Linked DNA regions of Mus musculus: region 2 is linked to region 1. Evidence: chromatin contacts called from public promoter capture Hi-C data. All regions are on one chromosome and are shown on one strand. The core of a region is the stretch at or near the end of the contact, and the rest is flanking DNA. Distances in the headings are between cores, read along the strand shown.

Region 1 (3,776 bases), core at 402-2,901:
TTTGCCTACCCACCTGCCAAGGGCGCCCAGATTGTTAAGCACAGGTGCTCATGGGAATGGTGCCCCGTCAGCCTCCTCTGAAGCTAGGTTTATACCCAACAAGGTAAGCCAAGACGACTACAGAATTTCCCACTCACTGTCTTACAAAGCCACTTACATGCAATTTTGGGTTTTTTGTTTGTCTGTTTGCTTTTTCCTATCCATACCCCTCTACCCACCTACACCAAAGACACAAGCTGAAAGTTAAATACATTAGGCATTGTTGTATCCTTCACTGAAGATGCTAAAGAAAGAAAAACTCCCTTGTCCTCAATAGCAGCAAGTCACAGAGGACAGCAGAGGTCTGCTCCCGTCAGGGGTTGGAATGGGCAGGTAATTGCTGGTACAGAATGTCGGCACTTCATGTTGAACAGACAGTACGATGCAGACTGGGATATCACACAAGTGCTAGCATGTTCCCCGCACACATCACGCCCGCCCGCCCGCCCGCCCGCCCGCCCGCCCGCCATCTATTTAGCACGTGAGGATCCCCTTCGGGTTTACTTTCACTCTCTTCACAATAAGAAATTTGATATATTTTGATTCCAACATAGTACATACGTATTGGTGATAACTGTGGATTAAACATTGCCTCCTGTTCGGCCCAGAGAACTACTACATTGATGTTTTTTTAAAAAAGTCTTTAAATACCAAAATAAAAAAACCAACATTACAAGGAAAGAAAAAAAAAAAAAAGAGGTCAAAACCAAAACAAGGTGCAATACTTTGCTAAGTTATTTCTGCCTAAGCAAAACCACATACACAGGAAACAACACAGAGAAACAAAGGGAGACACTTGAAGTACACACTGGTTTAAGAACATTCGTTAAGTAAACGTTTCTGTCAGTGATGGCCTGGTGCTGTAACACGCCACGGCCTGGCACAGGTAATGCTCAGCGAGAGAGAGAGAGAGGGGAGCAGAGAGGGAGGCGCTGCGATGCTTCCAGGAGGCTGCTCATAACTTACTGTCTTCCTCACATGATAATGAGAACTGATAGAAGTAATTGAATTTGCATTACCTGAATCCTTTCAAAAAATTCTCACACCCGACGAGCACAGCAAAGTGGGAACTGTTTTTCAGCTTTTAAAACATCACACGATTTAAAAATTATTGAATCGTCTGTTCTCACTCAAAGTAGCCAACTGGCCAGCTCAGTCCTTAGACTCCTGCTGCCGGGCAGGCAGCTGCTTACTTCACAGCACAGAGGTGAGCAGCAGCTTCTTGGAGGGAGGGGCCTTCTGTCACACCTCTGGCCTTGGCAGTGCTCTGCTCTGCAGCTGGGTCGACAGAAGCTGGGGACCTCCCCGCCCCCCCCCCCCCCCCCCCCCCCCCGCATTCTGGCTGCTGCTCTGTCACTGAAAAGCACCCTTCATCTCGAGGCAGCCAGAAGAAGTGGCTTGAGTTGCAGCGGCTCCCTGTGCTCCTGTGTTCTCATAGTCAGAAATAATGAAAAGCGGATGGCCGGCCAGCCAGCCTTTGGAACTGTCAGCAATGCAGCTTTCTGAGAAATCAGGGTGGGGGTGGGGCGGGGCGAGGCAGGACGAGGAGGGCAGGACGCAGGCACACGAAGAGAGACAGAGAGGAGGATGCACGCAAATGCACATGAACACACGTGCACACACATACCAGAACGAGCATGCCTGGGCAGTTACATGTGCCAGAACACACTGGTATTTATCAACCAGCCAATCACAAAATTTTACCTTTTTTTTTTTTTTAAGTTTTTTTGTTTTTGTTTTTAAAGTGAGGCTCCGTCAAGTCTTCCCTCCCCCCTCCCCCAACAATTCTTTTGAATTTCCCTCCCACCCAAACATGGTAGACCTAAGGACGGAAACACACCCAGTGCAAACAAAGTTAAAAAGCTATTTTTTCAGTATATATGTTTCTTAGCAACAACTTCCATATAACATGAAAAAAGTGAAAAACTAGAAACTAATTTTTTTAATTTTTTTGTGTTTAAATTTAAATGGTATGTGTACTTGCTTCACATTGTCTTTCTAGGTTGGCGTTCATGATTCAAGTATTTCAAGAGTGATATGTTCTCTTTTTGGATTCATATTCCAAACGAAAAAACTGAAGTTTTAAGGGAGGCAACTATGTGCTCAGACAGTCTGTCAATGACCCACCTTTTTTCTCTCTCCGTTTTCTTTTTTCCTTTTAAAAATGTATTTATTGCAAGTTGAAAAAAAAAACGAAAAGGTCAAGTTAGTGCTGCTGCTGTTCCAAAAAAGGTCACGAGGTCAGAGTTGAAAGTTTAAGTTCAGATTGAATCCGACCCTCCTCCCAGAAGGTCACCAGGTAGTAAAGGAGCAGGGCTGCCCATCCTATGGGGATCTTCCACCGTCGGGACTCCCCACAAGCTAGAAGAATAGTTTGGGGGGCCCCACAAGGAAGTGCCGGCAAGATCGGCCCCACTGCTGCCACCAGCGCTGCTGCTCCACTGCCCGAGCCCGGTGGACCCACCGAAAAGGTTCAGCGCAGGTCCAACGGGGTCTGCTTGGTTCTGGCTGGTCTCCAGGGACTGCCACCCTGTGGCAGGTGCACTCGGGGTGGCTGCAGGCGTAGGGGGCTGAGCTTGAGCCAGAAAGCGGCTGACTTCATCCTCAGTGGCAAACTCGGCCAGGATGGTAGTGTTTCCCAACACACACCTACAGAAAGGAGAAGAGTCACGTGATCCGAGGGATCGCCAGCAAGGGGGTGGGGGTGGGGTGGTGTACAGCTGTCAGCCCTCTGCTACTGTGTTGTCTGCATGCCTGACGACAGGTGTGGCGATCATGCTTGGTTTATGCAGTACTGGGGACTGAACGTAGGGATTTATTCATGCCAAGCAAGAACACCTGAGCTATGTCTCCAGCCTGTGTGTGTGCGTGTGTCTGAGGTGGGGGGGGCGGGGGCAGAGGGAAGGAGGGAGGGAGGCAGGGGAGGATATTTAGGGCAACCTTACAACCCTGAATGATGTGAGGTGAGGAGATCAGCACTTGTTTGTTCACACCCACCACCACCACCACCACCACCACCACCACCACCACCACCACCACCACCACCGACCCAGAAAGTGAACAGAACCCTAACGTGAACTGTGAACGCTGGTGAATTAGGTGCTAAGGGATGCTTGGAAACTGTAACAAAGGATACTCTAGGAGTGATAACAATGGGTTGAGGAACCACTGAAGGAGTACTCAGGAAGTTGCTATCCCATCCTCTCAATTTTGCTGTGATTCTAAACTAATTTTTAAAAATTTGAAGTTTTACAAAAGCAAGAAGAAAATGTCAGCTTTCTTTCTTCCCCTCCCTCCCTCCCTCCTTCCCTTCCTTCCTTAAATCCACATGAGGCAAAGAATCCCATTCATAACAGCAGGCAAGCCAACACCCAGGCCCCATTCTGTCTGAGCATGGACTTGCAGCTGGGGCCTGCTATCACTTGTTTGTGCTCTCTCTGGATTTTTGTCATGGCAGCTATGGCCAAATGGAGTTTACACTTTTTTGTTCACCAGTTTGACAGTGGGTGGTAAAGAGAATTGGTGAGAGTCTGATCTACTCTGTCTACTTCATGCAAAAACCTTGCTACCCACAAGTATATTAATTTCTTCTCTGGGCTGGGTGTAGTGATGCACACCTTTAATCCCAGCACTAGGAAGGTGGGGCAGGTGGATCTCTACGAGTTCAAAGCCAACCTGGTCTCTACAGTGGGGACTGGGACAGCCAGGTCTATATAGAGAGATCCTATCTCAAACCA
Region 2 (4,097 bases), core at 493-2,992, 130 kb before region 1:
TTTTGACTAGTATCCTAATCTGATTTTAGTCAGTCTCATGTGGATAATTCAGAAGTAATTTGCCTCTGTTTATTGTCAGTGACATTAATAATGTTTCTGTAATGCTTTTCAGCTACATTCAGAATATGAAGTTGGAACAAGGGATGTAACATCTTGTTAAAGCTGAGAGAGATCAGTCAAGTCTCTGGGTGTCATACATTACTTTCTTGAAGTTGGACACCATTATATGGTAGGCAGTTAGTGTCTTAACAGAGAGCAAAATTGTCTTGAACTTGCTGTTCTTAGTTTGATCTTGCCAGTTGTGTATGTCTATGTGTGTGTCTGTGTGTGTGTGTCTGTGTGTGTGTGTGTGTGTGTCTGTGTGTGTCTGACTTGCTCTAGCTTAGTAAACCAGTTTCTGATTTTCTAGTGTCTTTAGTCATAACTGAGTCAAATGAGGTCATGTGTGAGCTCTCTGTAAGGTGTGACATGTGTGTGAGCTCTCTAAGGTGTGACATGTGTGTGAGCTCTCTGTAAGGTGTGACATGAACTTGGGCTCCTTCTTTGCTTCTGTCTTCACCTCCATATGGAGTGCACACAGTAAGAGACTAGTTGTAATATTATAACCTTAAGTTTTAAATATTAAAGACTGCATGCTGTTAAGAATTGATAGGAGATGTGACATGCAGTTCTGTCCACCTAAGCTGCACACACTGACCTGTGGTTATAACTACAGAAGTCTGCTCAACGAAGCTTGTCTTCTGATGTTGCTGCCTCAGGATGAACTGTTAGCCATGTAAGTCATACCCTTTTGTTTAGTCTCAAGTGGATTTAATATTTTAACATCCTCTGCCTTTCTTATCAACTTCAAATATTCAGAGTCAGCTAATTATTATAAGGTATTTAGAGCATTATGGAAAACCAGGTTCAGATGCAATTTTTAAGAGAAGACGGCTGCATTTTGGAAATAAGCATGAACACAGTTTGCTATGGTAGTTTGTGGTTAGACAAGCAGTAGGTTAGCTGTGGTGGTGCACACCTTTAATCCCAGAAGGATTAAATCTAGGGAGGCAAAGACAGGCTGATCTCTGAGTTTGAGGCCAGCCTGGTCTACAGGGCAGGTTCCAGGACAACCAGGGCTGCACAGGAAGATGGGGCTTTCTTTCATCAGCAGATCATTATAGAGACACCAGATAAAATGTTCAGCTGAATCCAGGCAGGCTCCTGCTTACAAAACCTCTTACCAAGGAAAGTTGCAGCTTACTATTTGCACTTGAATAATTCCCTGTCCAGGCTTCCAGGTAGGAAACTCAGTTACAGAACTGCCCTGCTGGGAGAAGTCCTGGTGATACTGAGTGGACACCCTGGCAAGTGTGGTATGAAGAAGCTTACAGGGTTCTGGACCTCATCAGAATTAAACGTGCAGATCAGGATGTGCCAGCCGACTCCCTGGGGGGTAGGGATCTGACAAAAGCTCCTCCAGTACGTTCAGCTGTGTGCTGAACACACTTGGGCTGGGGCCCAGGCAGATGGCACATTCCTGCACCAATCTCCTGAAACATGCCGGGTTCAAAAGCTATCGGAGAGCACCCGATAGAGGTAGACCTGGCTGAGACCACCTTGGGATTGTCGTATCTTCTCACGGCCCTGTGCCTGCCCTGTTGTGGACTTGGCTTCTACTGTCAGTACAACCCTGGGACTGATTCATCTCCTCTGAAAGATTCCTTCAGACTGAGATGATTTGAGGGTAAACTTTAGGACTCTACAGCTTCCCTCTCCACAGCCCAGCCTGTCCCATTCTCGGGTCTGACTAAGCCTTCCATCTAAGACTAGGGAGGGGTGAAGCAGCTTTGGTATAGTCAGTTGCCCCTTCATTAGTTATCCCATTGGCTCTAATGTAGGGAGATACTCTCCTTAGGGGTCACCTCTTCCCCGCCTCCCGCCTTGCCTGTTGCCCTTTGATTTTTTAAATCTGATACTCAGCCTCGCCTCCCCCACTCACACGCTGGAGTTCCTGAGCTATTTCTGTCGGGTTAATGATCCCCAGCTGTTGCTGACTGTGTTCACGCTGGTGAGAATCAGCAGGGCCAGCAGAGAAGGGGTCGAGCCTGAAGCAAATTACACGGGTTGTCAAACTAGTCTCACCCATTTTTCTGAAACCACCAGGGTAAGGCTGTTTAGGGATGCTACTACTGAGATGCTTAAGTGACACAAGGGTGAGAACATTTCCTCTCGGGGACATTTTTAAAGTAAACATTCTTAGTGGATATTGTTAGTGACAATTTGGATAGACCCAAAGAGGAGGAATTTCGAGTGTACTCAGCATAAAGAAATGGTGAAAGTTTAAGGTGGTGGATATGCTAATTAGCCAACTGCACAGGAGTAAAAACATCACATTTCACCTCATAAAAATTTACAAATCTTGTGTGCCAAGCAAAATTTTAAAAAATGTGTATGATGTAGTTCTACATTATATTTAAGCTCATAATCTGGCCTGTCCCCTTCCAGCCATGCAGTGTGCTGAAGAAGCCTAGTTAATACCTGACTAGAAAGTTAGGTCTGTGACAGGAGAGGTGGAAATCATCCCAGAGGTGATGGAAGCATCCATCTCATCTCCTGGTTGACCTGAGGCAGGTTTGTCCTGTAAAAGTTGTGCAAACCCTGCAGCAGATCCAACCACAGAAATATCAAACAGAGCTGTGGGTTTATGACGTGAACACCCGTAGGATTGCACGCGCCTTTGCTTCTCATCCATCCTCACTAATAATCATGGGACAGGTGCTGTGGGGAACTTAATTTAACAGTTAAATGGCCCAGGTTTCTCCTACATGGGCTTGAGCTGCCGATCTCGTAGCTCTTATCCTCACATACCACATGGAAGTTTAATTTTACGGATTTTATCTGTACAAGTTTCACTGCAGCCTTTCTGAAAATTTATTTTTGAATCTCCAATTCTTTTCAGTTAGGAAACTAAAATTTTACACTACCTACAATTTGGGGTGGGGTTCTCATTGTTAATTACATGTCCCTAAATTTCCTCTGATCAGAAGTTCTTTGAGATGATATAGTTTGCCTTAGCTAAGCAGAAAAGAGAATCATCTGACTTGTCTATCCTGAGAATGGCCTGCAGGTGGCATAGGTTTTAAACCTGCCTGTGACCTTGTCAGCCTTGGCCACATTCATCTGGATGGATACCTGATACTTGGCACCTTAAGTCTCTACAGGACTAGGCGCATCTTCTCTCACTGAGACCAGACAAGGCAGTTAGGGGAACAGGATCCACAGACAGGCAACAGAGTCAGGGACGGCCCCCACTCCAGTTGTTGGGGGACCTGCATGAAGACCAGGCTGCACATCTGCTATGTGCAGGGGACCTAGGTCCAACCCATGTATTGGTTTTTGGTTGGTGGTTCAGTCTCTGGGAACCCCCAAAGGTTCAAGTTAATTGACTCTGTTGGTCTTCTTGTGAAGTCCTTATCCCTTCTGGGTTCCTCAATCCTTCTCCCCAACTCCCCCACAAGACTTCCTGAGCTCTGTGTAATGGTTGACTATGTGTCTCTGCATCTGTTTCAGTCAACTGCTGGGTGGAGCCTCTCAGAGGACAACTTTTTGGCTTTTTTGAGACAAGAGTTTCACTTTTAACTCTGGGTGACCTGGAACTTACTCCATAGACCAGGCTGGTCTCAGATTCACAGAGATGTGAGTGGTGGAGTTCCTCTGTGTTCTGGAACTCCACCACTGGCCCTGATTTAAAAAACAAAAAAACAAAAAACCATTTGTGTGTGTGTGTGTGTGTGTGTGTGTGTGTGTTCGTTCATGCCACAATACCCATGTGTAAGCCAGAGACACCTGGGTAGTTGAGTTGGTATTCTCCATCTACCGTGTCTGTGGGTTGAAGCTATGGCTGTCAGGCTTGGCAGCAGGCACCTGTGCCCAGTGTACTATCATGCAGCTCATTCGCCCAGATTTTTGAACATGTCAGAAAGAGTTTTAACTTACCTATTATGTTTAAGAATGAATATTTTTGACTCTGACAGCAAGTGTGATGTAGTAGAGAAGAGCACAGATCTTTGCAGTCAGGCCAACCTGTGTCTTAGCTCTTGCACTGCCTGGCTGGC

The links. Promoter capture Hi-C pulls out the DNA fragments that hold promoters and counts their contacts.
Region 2: a promoter capture Hi-C map of cranial neural crest shows a contact between it and region 1, with 2.3 times the contacts expected there. The contact joins two enhancer-like sites. A contact is called at or near these places in 5 of 39 promoter capture datasets (the C10 cell line, cranial neural crest, liver and 2 more), 2 of 484 Hi-C or Micro-C datasets (the G1E-ER4 cell line and liver) and 1 of 9 other capture datasets (adipose tissue).

The regions. Positions count from the first base shown.
Region 1 is chr15:80,928,001-80,931,776 of GRCm38.p6, reverse strand. It overlaps Tnrc6b (trinucleotide repeat containing 6b), which reads right to left. Exons shown (of 25, transcript NM_144812.3): 25 at 1-2,688. The coding sequence ends at 2,301. Among named protein-coding and RNA genes, the nearest start is that of Mir5113, 10 kb to the left of the region's middle. Within about 2 kb of position 1,651, at least 62 of the 459 cell types and tissues checked have an H3K27ac peak or open chromatin away from gene starts, as enhancers often do.
Region 2 is chr15:81,060,181-81,064,277 of GRCm38.p6, reverse strand. The region is part of intron 2 of Mrtfa (myocardin related transcription factor A); the gene reads left to right. Among named protein-coding and RNA genes, the nearest start is that of Sgsm3, 84 kb to the right of the region's middle. Within about 2 kb of position 1,742, at least 87 of the 459 cell types and tissues checked have an H3K27ac peak or open chromatin away from gene starts, as enhancers often do.